Regions from separate parts of the Sus scrofa genome. Here region 1 is linked to region 2. A link is a contact called in public HiChIP or PLAC-seq data. All regions are on one chromosome and are shown on one strand. Each heading gives the region's core, a stretch centred on a gene start, on an enhancer-like site or on the middle of the called end of the contact. The rest is flanking DNA. Distances are from core to core; before and after follow the strand shown. Region 1 has its middle 190 kb from the start of RSL24D1. Region 2 holds the start of RSL24D1 (probable ribosome biogenesis protein RLP24).

Region 1 (4,671 bases), core at 1,046-3,545, 190 kb before region 2:
GAATATACAAGCAACTTAGACAACTCAACAGCAAAAAAGCCAACAACCCAATGGAAAAATGGGCAAAAGGCCTGAATAGAATTTCTCCAAGGAAGATATACAGATGGCCAACAAGCACATGAAAAAATGCTCAACATCCCTGATTATTAGAGAAATGCAAATCAAAACTACCATGAGATACCACCTCACACCAGTCAGAATGGCCATCATTAATAAGTCCACAAATAACAAATGTTGGAGGGATTGTGGAGAAAAGGGAACCCTCCTTCACTGTTGGTGGGAATGTAAGCTGGTACAACCACTATGGAGACCAGTGTGAAGATACCTTATAAATCTATTCATAGAACTACCACATGACCCAGCAATCCCTCTCTTGGGCCTATGTCTGGATAAAACTTTTCTTGAAAAAGGCACATACACTTGCATGTTCATTGCAGCTCTATTCACAATAGCCAAGACATGGAAACAACCCAAATGTCCATTGACAGATGACTGGATTAGGAAGATGTGGTATATATACACAATGGAATACTACTCAGCCATAAAAAAGAATGACATAATGCCATTTATGGCAACATGGATGGAACTAGGGATTCTCATACTGAGTGAAGTGAGTAAATGTCATATGATATCACTTCTATCTGGAATCTAATATAAGGCACAAATGAACCTTTATACAGAAAAGAAAATCATGGACTTGGAGAATAGTCTTGTGGTTGCCAAGGAGGAGGGGGAGGGAGTGGGGTTGTTGGGGAGCTTAAGGGTTAATAGATACAAACTATTGCCTTTGGAATGGATTAGCAATGAGGTCCTGCTGCATAGCACTGGGAACTATGTCTAGTCACTTATGATGGAACATGATAATGTGCAAAAATAGAATATGTATACATATGTGTATCTGGGTCACCATGCTGTACAGTAGAATAAAAATTGTATTGGGGAAATAACTATTGAAAATGTAATAAAAGCTGAGACAATGAAAAAAAATCTTTAAAGGCAGGTAATATGTACTATTCAACTTAGTATCCTTGGTGCCTTGATCAGTACATGTTTATAACAAAAATGAAATAAACTTATTTTCCCTCTTGCCTCTCCATATATTTGGCTTTCCTTTACCTTGAGTCAACTCTTTATCCATACTGGGGCTATCAGAGCAGGCTAGCTCATTAGTTAGTCCTTGAGTGACAGGATTCCAGCAAGGGAGACTCTTAGGAACAGGAAGTGGTCCTCAACCAGTTCCACTGGTGAAGTGTTTTCTAAAGTCTGCATATTCTGGTTATTGGACTTCAGGTCTTCATGGGGAATAAGGTGATGATAGTTCAGAATTTGTTCTCTAAAGATGGCCATCCTAGCAAGAGATTTCTAGTAAGTTCCTGGTTGGCCATCAGTGGGTTTTATTCATTTTGGGGGTTTCTATAGCATCTAGCATTAGGTCAGGGATAGAGAGTACCAAGATAGTCCAGGAAGTATAAACAATTTGGAGCAAGAGTTGGAAGATTTGGATTAATTCAAGAGAAGCCACTTACATGGGATGTGATCTTAGGCAGGACACTTAACCTCTCAGGCAACTAATTTCTTTGCCTGTAAAATAAAAATCTTGAGCTCTTTCAGCTTTTATGATTAACCTGTGATTCCCACGGGCATTTTCTAATTATTCATTGCAATTAAATTTTCATTGCATTTTCATCAGATTTGGCATTCTAGGAGTTCCTGAACTTGTCTGTAATCTTTTTTTCTTATTACATTTCTGAAGAGAACTATCTAGAGTTGCTAAGGCAACTATCATCTCTTAGTAATCTTGATATGAATTCTTACAATATCTGTGATACAGCATCCCTTTATAAAAGAACACCAAATTAATTATTTTGTTTTATTTAGTAACTGCCTAACCTATAGTTTTAACAGTGGGCCTAGAGGCTAATAAATTTATGCTAAGTATGGTACTATTTTCCTTTCTTTATTAACTCTGGCAAACACAAAATTTTGCGATTTTGCTCTAGTTTGGCATTTGTTTATTTAGTTACTGGATTTTAAGGGGACTGAAGAGACTGGTTAAAAGTTCCCATATAGAGTTAATGTTGTAATATTGAATCACATTTTTCTTTTGCCCCTCACATTTTGGAAAATATTGTGTAGAGTTTGAAATGTCTCACAAGTCTAGAAATGCTTCATGGTTTGCTCAAAAGGATTATGAGATGATGTGATCTGGAAAGCAGAGAGTCCTTAGCTGTAGCTGTTGTTCCCAGTGGGCTCCTGCTGCCGTCAATTATATTAGCTAAGAGTGCAAAGTCACGGTGCGTCATTGCTAAAAATAGTCCAGACAGTGGATCAGCTCCAAGTCACTGCTTATGTTGCAGCTGCCTATTTAGGCTTGTTTCACTCCACCTGAACCTAGGGAATCCTTAAGCCAGGCATTCAGTCACAAACCCCTCTTTTCTTCTCAACACTTCTCCACCTCACACACCACACACATGCTAGTCAAGCAGGTCCCTCTGTCCTGATAGGGTCGACCCTAAGCACTCCATGCCTGAGTTGTGTACTTTAAAATGGTACAAGAAGGTAAATTTCATGTTATATGTTTTTAACCATTTTTTTAAAAGAGGCATATGTAAATCTCTCAAAAGTAACAAGCTCTCCTTATTTCTCCCTACCTCCTACCACCAAAGAAATAGAGTTGATGCATAAATTGAGAGGATTGGCCTCAAGGAGCAAGTCTCTAATCTGACCTCATATTACTAGGACATGAGCAGTGGGAAAGCACCATAGTCCCCAATGAGGTTTGAAAATCTTCAGGACTTCTTATGGTTTAATCAGGAAGGGCAGTGAGTGCCTTAGATGGATGGGAAAGAATACTGTTGGTGAACAGAGGCCGATCAGATCAGCAGGGGTCAGGCCAGGAGAGAGATACATATCCATGCCAGCAAAAGCAAATCTGTAGACTGCCCAAGAGGGAAATCTTTCCTCACCAGTGTCTACAGATTGAAAGGAACATTGGATAATCACTACCATGGGACTGTGAGTTCCTATAATTTATCTATTAGAAGAGGCATAATTTTTGCTGATTTCCTTTGCTCCTATAACACTTCCTTCTGAAGCACCGTGGTTTGCAAGAAGTTGAATAAGTGCTAGCTTTGGACAACAGCCAATGAAAAGGAAGAACATTATTTCTAGGGTCCAAGTTCAGTGATACCACCTCCAGCCAAGTAATTCAAGCAAGTGATTTAAACATTGTCATGCTCAGTATACACATCAGAGAAATGGGAGAAGTAATGCCAACTCAAAGGGCTGCTGTGAAGATAACAAGAGATAATAGAGATAAAATTCCTAACACAGCAACTACATACTTTCGAAAATGATGACCTGGATAAATTAAGCCCAGGAACTTTGAGTCCTATGCCACATAATCTCATACCAATATTACCTTTACAGTACATGTGTGAAAGCATGCTGTCAGATCAGCACCTTCCTTCTCTCTCCCATTCAGTTTATGGAAACTCTCTGCTTTTCCTACTGTATTAGACATTGACCGAGTCTCCTAAAAGAAGAGAAAGGACAGAGGCAGTGAGAAGGGCATGATCACTAGGACCAGCACCATCACATTCATATTTTCATAGGAGACATTTACATAATATGTAGCTTTAGTCTTACTACACTCCTGCTCAAAAACCTTCCATGGTTTCTGATACGCATGCTCAAGTATTCAGGGCAAGAGTGAGAGGGGCTGATGGAGAGATAGAAGAATAGATGTGTTTAGACATGTAATTGTATAAGCCAGTTGTTGATTATAAAATTATTTTCTCTGTTGAAAATTTACATAATAAAATGTTGAGAGGAAAAAACATCCATGGCTCCCTAACACAGCAATTTATGTGCAGAAGATGATTGATACATGTTTGTCAGATAAAACCACAAGTGGGTGATACTTTGACAAGTGACATTGTCAGTGATGGAAACAACACAAATCCCAACAGGATTTAAACTATGAGTGTATAACTTGACGAACATCTTATAGAAAATTGAAAACAGAGGGAGTTCCCATTGTGGCTCAGAGGGTTACAAACCCGACTAGTATCCATGAGGATGTGGGTTCAATTCCTGACTTTACTCAGTGGATTAAGGATCCAGTGTTGCCATGAGCTGTGGTGTAGTTTAAAGATGGGGCTCGGATCCTGCTTTGCCATGGCTCTGCCATAGGCCAGCAGCTGCAGCTCTGATTTGACCCCTGGCCTGGGAATTTCCATACGCCACACCTGGCTGTTAAAAGATTAAAAAATATTGAAGGATAGAAATTTCCAAAGTCCTCTGAACCTAAAAGTGCAAAGGGATGCCACAGAACTTCAAAAAATAAACATTCTAACACTTTTGAAGATATAAGTGATATATTAAACAGGAAAGATGCATCATAGGAATTGCCAAAGGGATGGAAACTAAAGAGAATGGGAGACAACAAGGGGGTAAATGAAAAAGAAGTAGGTTCCACATGTTCCATCTCATTCAATCTTCACAGTCACCTGGTCAAGTAGGTATTATTATTCCAATTTACAACTGAAGAAACTGGAGGCAGAGTGATTAGGGTATACATCTATGGTCAAGTGGTAGATGAGTTAGGATTAAAACCCAGGTTGTCTGAATCCAGCAATAATTTTACCACTGAGGACTAGTGGAGGAAGA
Region 2 (4,502 bases), core at 943-3,442:
AGGATTTCAAAATCTACATGTTTTTCGCAGTTCCCAAACATAGCTTTGGTCACTCACTTTTACAAGAACACTTGTTCGTAATTTAGTAGGTCAACATCTTCCATCAGGAATAGATACAAGGTCGGAGTTCCCGTAATGGTGCAGCAGAAACAAATCCGACTAGGAACCATGAGGTTGTGGGTTCAATCCCTGGCCTTGCTCAGTGGGTTGGGGATCCGGCATTGCTATGAGCTGTGGTGTCGGTTGCAGATGAGGCTGGCATTGCTGTGGCTGTGGTGTAGGCAGGCAGCTACAGCTCCGATTTGACCCCTAGCCTGGGAACCTACATGAGCTGTAGGTGCGGCCCTTAAAAAAAAAAAAAAAAAAAAAAAAAAAAAAGAATAGATACAAGGTGTAGTTCCTGTCATTCATGGCTCAGTGGTAATGAACGGCACTAGTATCCATGAAGATTCAGGTTTGATCCCTGGCCTCACTCAGTGGGTTAAGGAGCCTGCACTGCCATTAGCTATGGTGTACGTGGCAGACGGGCTCGGATCCCACACTGCGATCCCACACTGCTATTGCTGTGGCGTAGGCCAGCAGCTGTAGCGCCAATTAAACCCTAGTAGCCTAGGAACTTCCATATGCATAGGTACATGGGTGCAGCCCTAAAAAAGACAAAAAAGAAAAGAAAAGAATAGATACAAGGTGATGAAGCAGGAAGTGTAATTCTTTAGCATGTCAAAATCTTCTCATTAAATACAGATTCCTAGATCCTCTTCCCCTCCCCACAAAGATTCCAATTCAATAGTTATGGTAGAAATCAACATTCTACAACTCTCCAGTGATTCAGAATCAAATTTAAGAAACAGAGGAATGAGACTCATTCTGTTAAGAAAAGGCAGTCAGGTATCACTCCCGAAGTCTTTCACAATGTAGCCTCATACAAACAGGCCTCAACTTAACAAGGGTTCATCTTTCCCATGGTACAAACGCCATACACATTCAGTGGAAACCAGACTTCAAATTTTGATCTTTCCCCACTAGCAAAACCCAGTACAACTCTCTCCAGATGCCCAACAGCTAGTCAAAGCTCCCAGTCAGCCACAAGACTACGAGGGTGAATACACACAATCATTCTGTTTTTCAATTTCAGTACAGTATTTAATAAGTTACATGAGATATTCAACACTTTATTATAAAACAGGTTTTGTGTTAGATGATTTTGCCCTACTGTAGGCTAACGTACGTGTTCTGAGCACGTTTAAGGAAGGCCAGGTTAAACATGATATTCAGTAGGTTAGGTTTTCACGTTTGCAACCTAAAATGGGTACTGAGAAGCAACCCCATCGAAAGTCAAGAAACGTCTATATGTTTATATTTTATGTTTACACAGGTACCTTTTTTATAGATTTATATTTGTATTTAAAGCCCTATCCCTAGCCTCTATCACCACCTGCAATCCGTCACCGGCTTAAACAGAGACGTAACTGCTGCACTCTGTACCCTTGGTCAAACGGTCCGTTTTCCTCCCACCTAGAATGCCTTCTTTTCACGTTCTTAAGCAAAATTCAAGATTCAGGATAAATGTTACCTCCTTTCTATACCTTTTCACATACCAACTACTCCCCAACTCACCTCCAGTAGCTTCATAACACATTACTATTAAGCCATATGCAACATTTCTATCATAAGACCCTATGGCCGACCCGGGTCTTATTTATTTATATATAAAGGGGCCTCGACAATGACGCTTGACAGGGCATGCTTTCAACAAAGTTAAGACCTTGGCCCCTGTACAAGAGTGGGCAAAAAGACCGCCGGCTTCCCAGTCGGGGCTTGCTGGGATCGCTCCTGAGCCTCATCGCGGCCCGCTTCATTCAAGGACGGCCTAGTAACCAGCTGTGGTCGGGACGCAGACAAGAAACTCCCCAAGTGGGAGATCAAGGTCTGAGCCCCTAGCGAAACCACCCTCACGCGCGGAAACCCCGGGCCAAAGCCCGCAAGCGCAGAGAAACCCCAAGCCGAGAGGCCCGCGGGAGCGCAGTGCGGCGCGCGAGGCTCCTGGCCGCCTCACCTTGCAATCGTTACGGACGAACATCATGCCATGGCCTGGGTAGATAGGCCCCGAACAGAAATAACACTTCTCAATCCTCATGCTGAACGCGCGTGGGAACCCGCCCGGCAAACGCCGAGGTTGAAGGAAGTGACGTAGCCCCGTCACAGGAAGTGACTCCCTTTTCAGGTCTCCACCCGGAAGTGGCAATGGTCCTTCGCTCTTGCCGGCCCCCGGAAAGTGATCCGAATGTGACTGCGCCTCCTCGCGGCTGCGCCCGCAAAAGCGCTGCCTTTTGGCGCAGGCGCAGGAGACAGAGTCTGAGCGGCTGACCTCTCTGGGAAGGTGTGGCGTAGTTCTGTGCAGACGTCTGAACTGGCTCGTTTAGTGTTTAGTTTTTGGACTTACCGGGTCGTATAATGTCACCTTTTACTCATGTAATTTTGTCTCCGGTTCGTGCTTTCGCCAGACGGCTCTCCACACTTGTCTAGAAATCCCTTTGTCCACGGCCGGCGCGAGCCCCGACCCTTATTCCGGTCCCAAGCGGACTTGCCTAGTGTCCGCGGCGGGCACTTGCAGCCGCCGCTGCAACCGAAGCAATTGACCAGGCTCAAAGGACCTCACCAGCAATGTTTTAAAGACTCATAGCTGTGTTCACCACCCTAACTCCCCACCGCCTTTTAATATATATATAGATATAGAGAGAGATAGATACAGATATTAAAAAAAAAAAAAATTCCACAGGAAACGAAGGTTCTCTCCCCAGACCTCTAGTCTTTTCCAGTAGCAATCACTTCCTTTTATCACCTAGCAGAGGTTTTATGTGCATAGACAAACATGTTCTTTTGTGTGTGCGTATCTCCACTCCCTCTTCTTTATAACTTTAATGAGCATCATGTTCACTGTCTTCTTCATCTTGCTGTAATCTGCCTCCCTTCAATGGAGTGTGAGCTCGATGACCCCAGGGACTTTTGTCCTTTTGTTTATCACTATTCTTCCCAATCCTATTAACAGTTCCTGGCATATAATTAAGCATTCAGTACACGTTTTGTTATCAATGAATACTAAACATTGTTTTCCATAGTTACATATATGCAACTGCAGGAGAGTGTAATTTTAAATGGTTACCTATGGAAGGATATTTGTTTCCTATTTTTTGACCTAATAAGCATCCTTATTTTCAAGAGTTTATCTGTATACAGCTGCTGGGCCTCTGTGCACTTTTAAAATTTGGTAAATAAGATTAAATGCCTTCCAAAACATTATACCAATTAACACTTAACAACAATGAATAAGAACGATAATTAATCAAGTTTTTGTCAAAGGTGATCTTCGCCAATCTGATGTTAAATATTTTTTCATTACTAACTTGCATTTATTTATGAATGGGCCTAGGAGTCTTCACAAATGTGTGAAAATTTTTCCTCCACAAATTGCCTGTTTGTGTCCTTTACAGTTTTCTACTATGTTGCTGACTTCTTTAATGACTGCACCCTCTGCATATGGAATTTCCCAGACCAAGGATTGAATCCAAACTGAAACTGCAGCAATGCTGAATCCTTTAACCCACTGCACTGGGCTGGGGTGAAACCCATGCCTCCACAGCCACCAGAGCCACTGAAGTCAGGTTCTTAACCCACTGACTTTCCACAGCGGAAACTCCTGTGTTGTTGATTTTTAACAGCGTTTTTCATAGTAAATTTAGAGCATTGCCGACATTTATACATTATTTTTCCAATTTATCAATACTATATTGCTTACTGTGTTTTTCCATGCATAAATGTTTTATTTATATGTGTCCGAACTTAACTAATCTTTTCTTCTATGGTTTTGCATTTGGTATTTTGCTTGAAACTGCATTTTCCTCTTGAAAACTGCTTTCCAAAGATTCTTCTCTATTATTTTTATAGTATCATTTTCCACATTTGAATTCTCAGCTAACCTGAAATCTGCTTACGTATAAATAATAACATAGGATTCCAATGGGGGATTTTTTTCCAATACCATGGTTTGACTAAGACATCACTTCCCCAACTAATTCAAAATATCACTTATCTACAGGTCTACCTCCGGATTCTGCTTTGCTCAACTGTTTATTATTATTATTATTATTATTACTCAAATGAATTTATCACATTTGTAGTTATGTAATGATCATAACAATCCAGTTTCACAGGATTTCCATCCCATAACCCAAGCATATCCCCCCACCCCCCAAACTGTCTCCTCCGGAGATGTTAAGTTTTTCAATGTCTGTGAGTCAGCATCTGTTCTGCAAAGAAGTTCAGTCTGTCCTTTTTTCAAATTCCTCATATCAGTGAAAGTATTTGATGTTGGTGTCTCATTGTATGGCTGACTTGTTCAATTGTTTTAACTATATATGCGCCAGTTCCAAAATACTTAAATTATGGTAGTATTTAAAATAATTGGGTTTACCTGCAGTCTACTCTTCCTTCCTTGGCCTTAT

The links. HiChIP or PLAC-seq counts read pairs in DNA pulled down with a chosen protein or histone mark.
Region 1: a contact with region 2 is called in an H3K27ac HiChIP or PLAC-seq map of skeletal muscle, with 4 times the contacts expected there. The contact joins the enhancer-like site here to the promoter of RSL24D1 in region 2. A contact is called at or near these places in 6 of 47 Hi-C or Micro-C datasets (embryonic fibroblasts, fetal heart ventricle, heart right ventricle and 2 more) and 1 of 2 datasets of contacts at active chromatin or transcription factors (skeletal muscle).

Annotation. Positions count from the first base shown.
Region 1 is chr1:116,797,730-116,802,400 of Sscrofa11.1, reverse strand. No RefSeq gene overlaps it. Among named protein-coding and RNA genes, the nearest start is that of RSL24D1, 190 kb to the right of the region's middle. Within about 2 kb of position 2,295, at least 10 of the 83 cell types and tissues checked have an H3K27ac peak or open chromatin away from gene starts, as enhancers often do. A contact at or near this core is called in skeletal muscle, where this site is marked.
Region 2 is chr1:116,610,025-116,614,526 of Sscrofa11.1, reverse strand. RSL24D1 (probable ribosome biogenesis protein RLP24) reads right to left here and starts at 2,192. Exons shown (of 6, transcript XM_003480359.4): 1 at 2,057-2,192. The coding sequence starts at 2,137.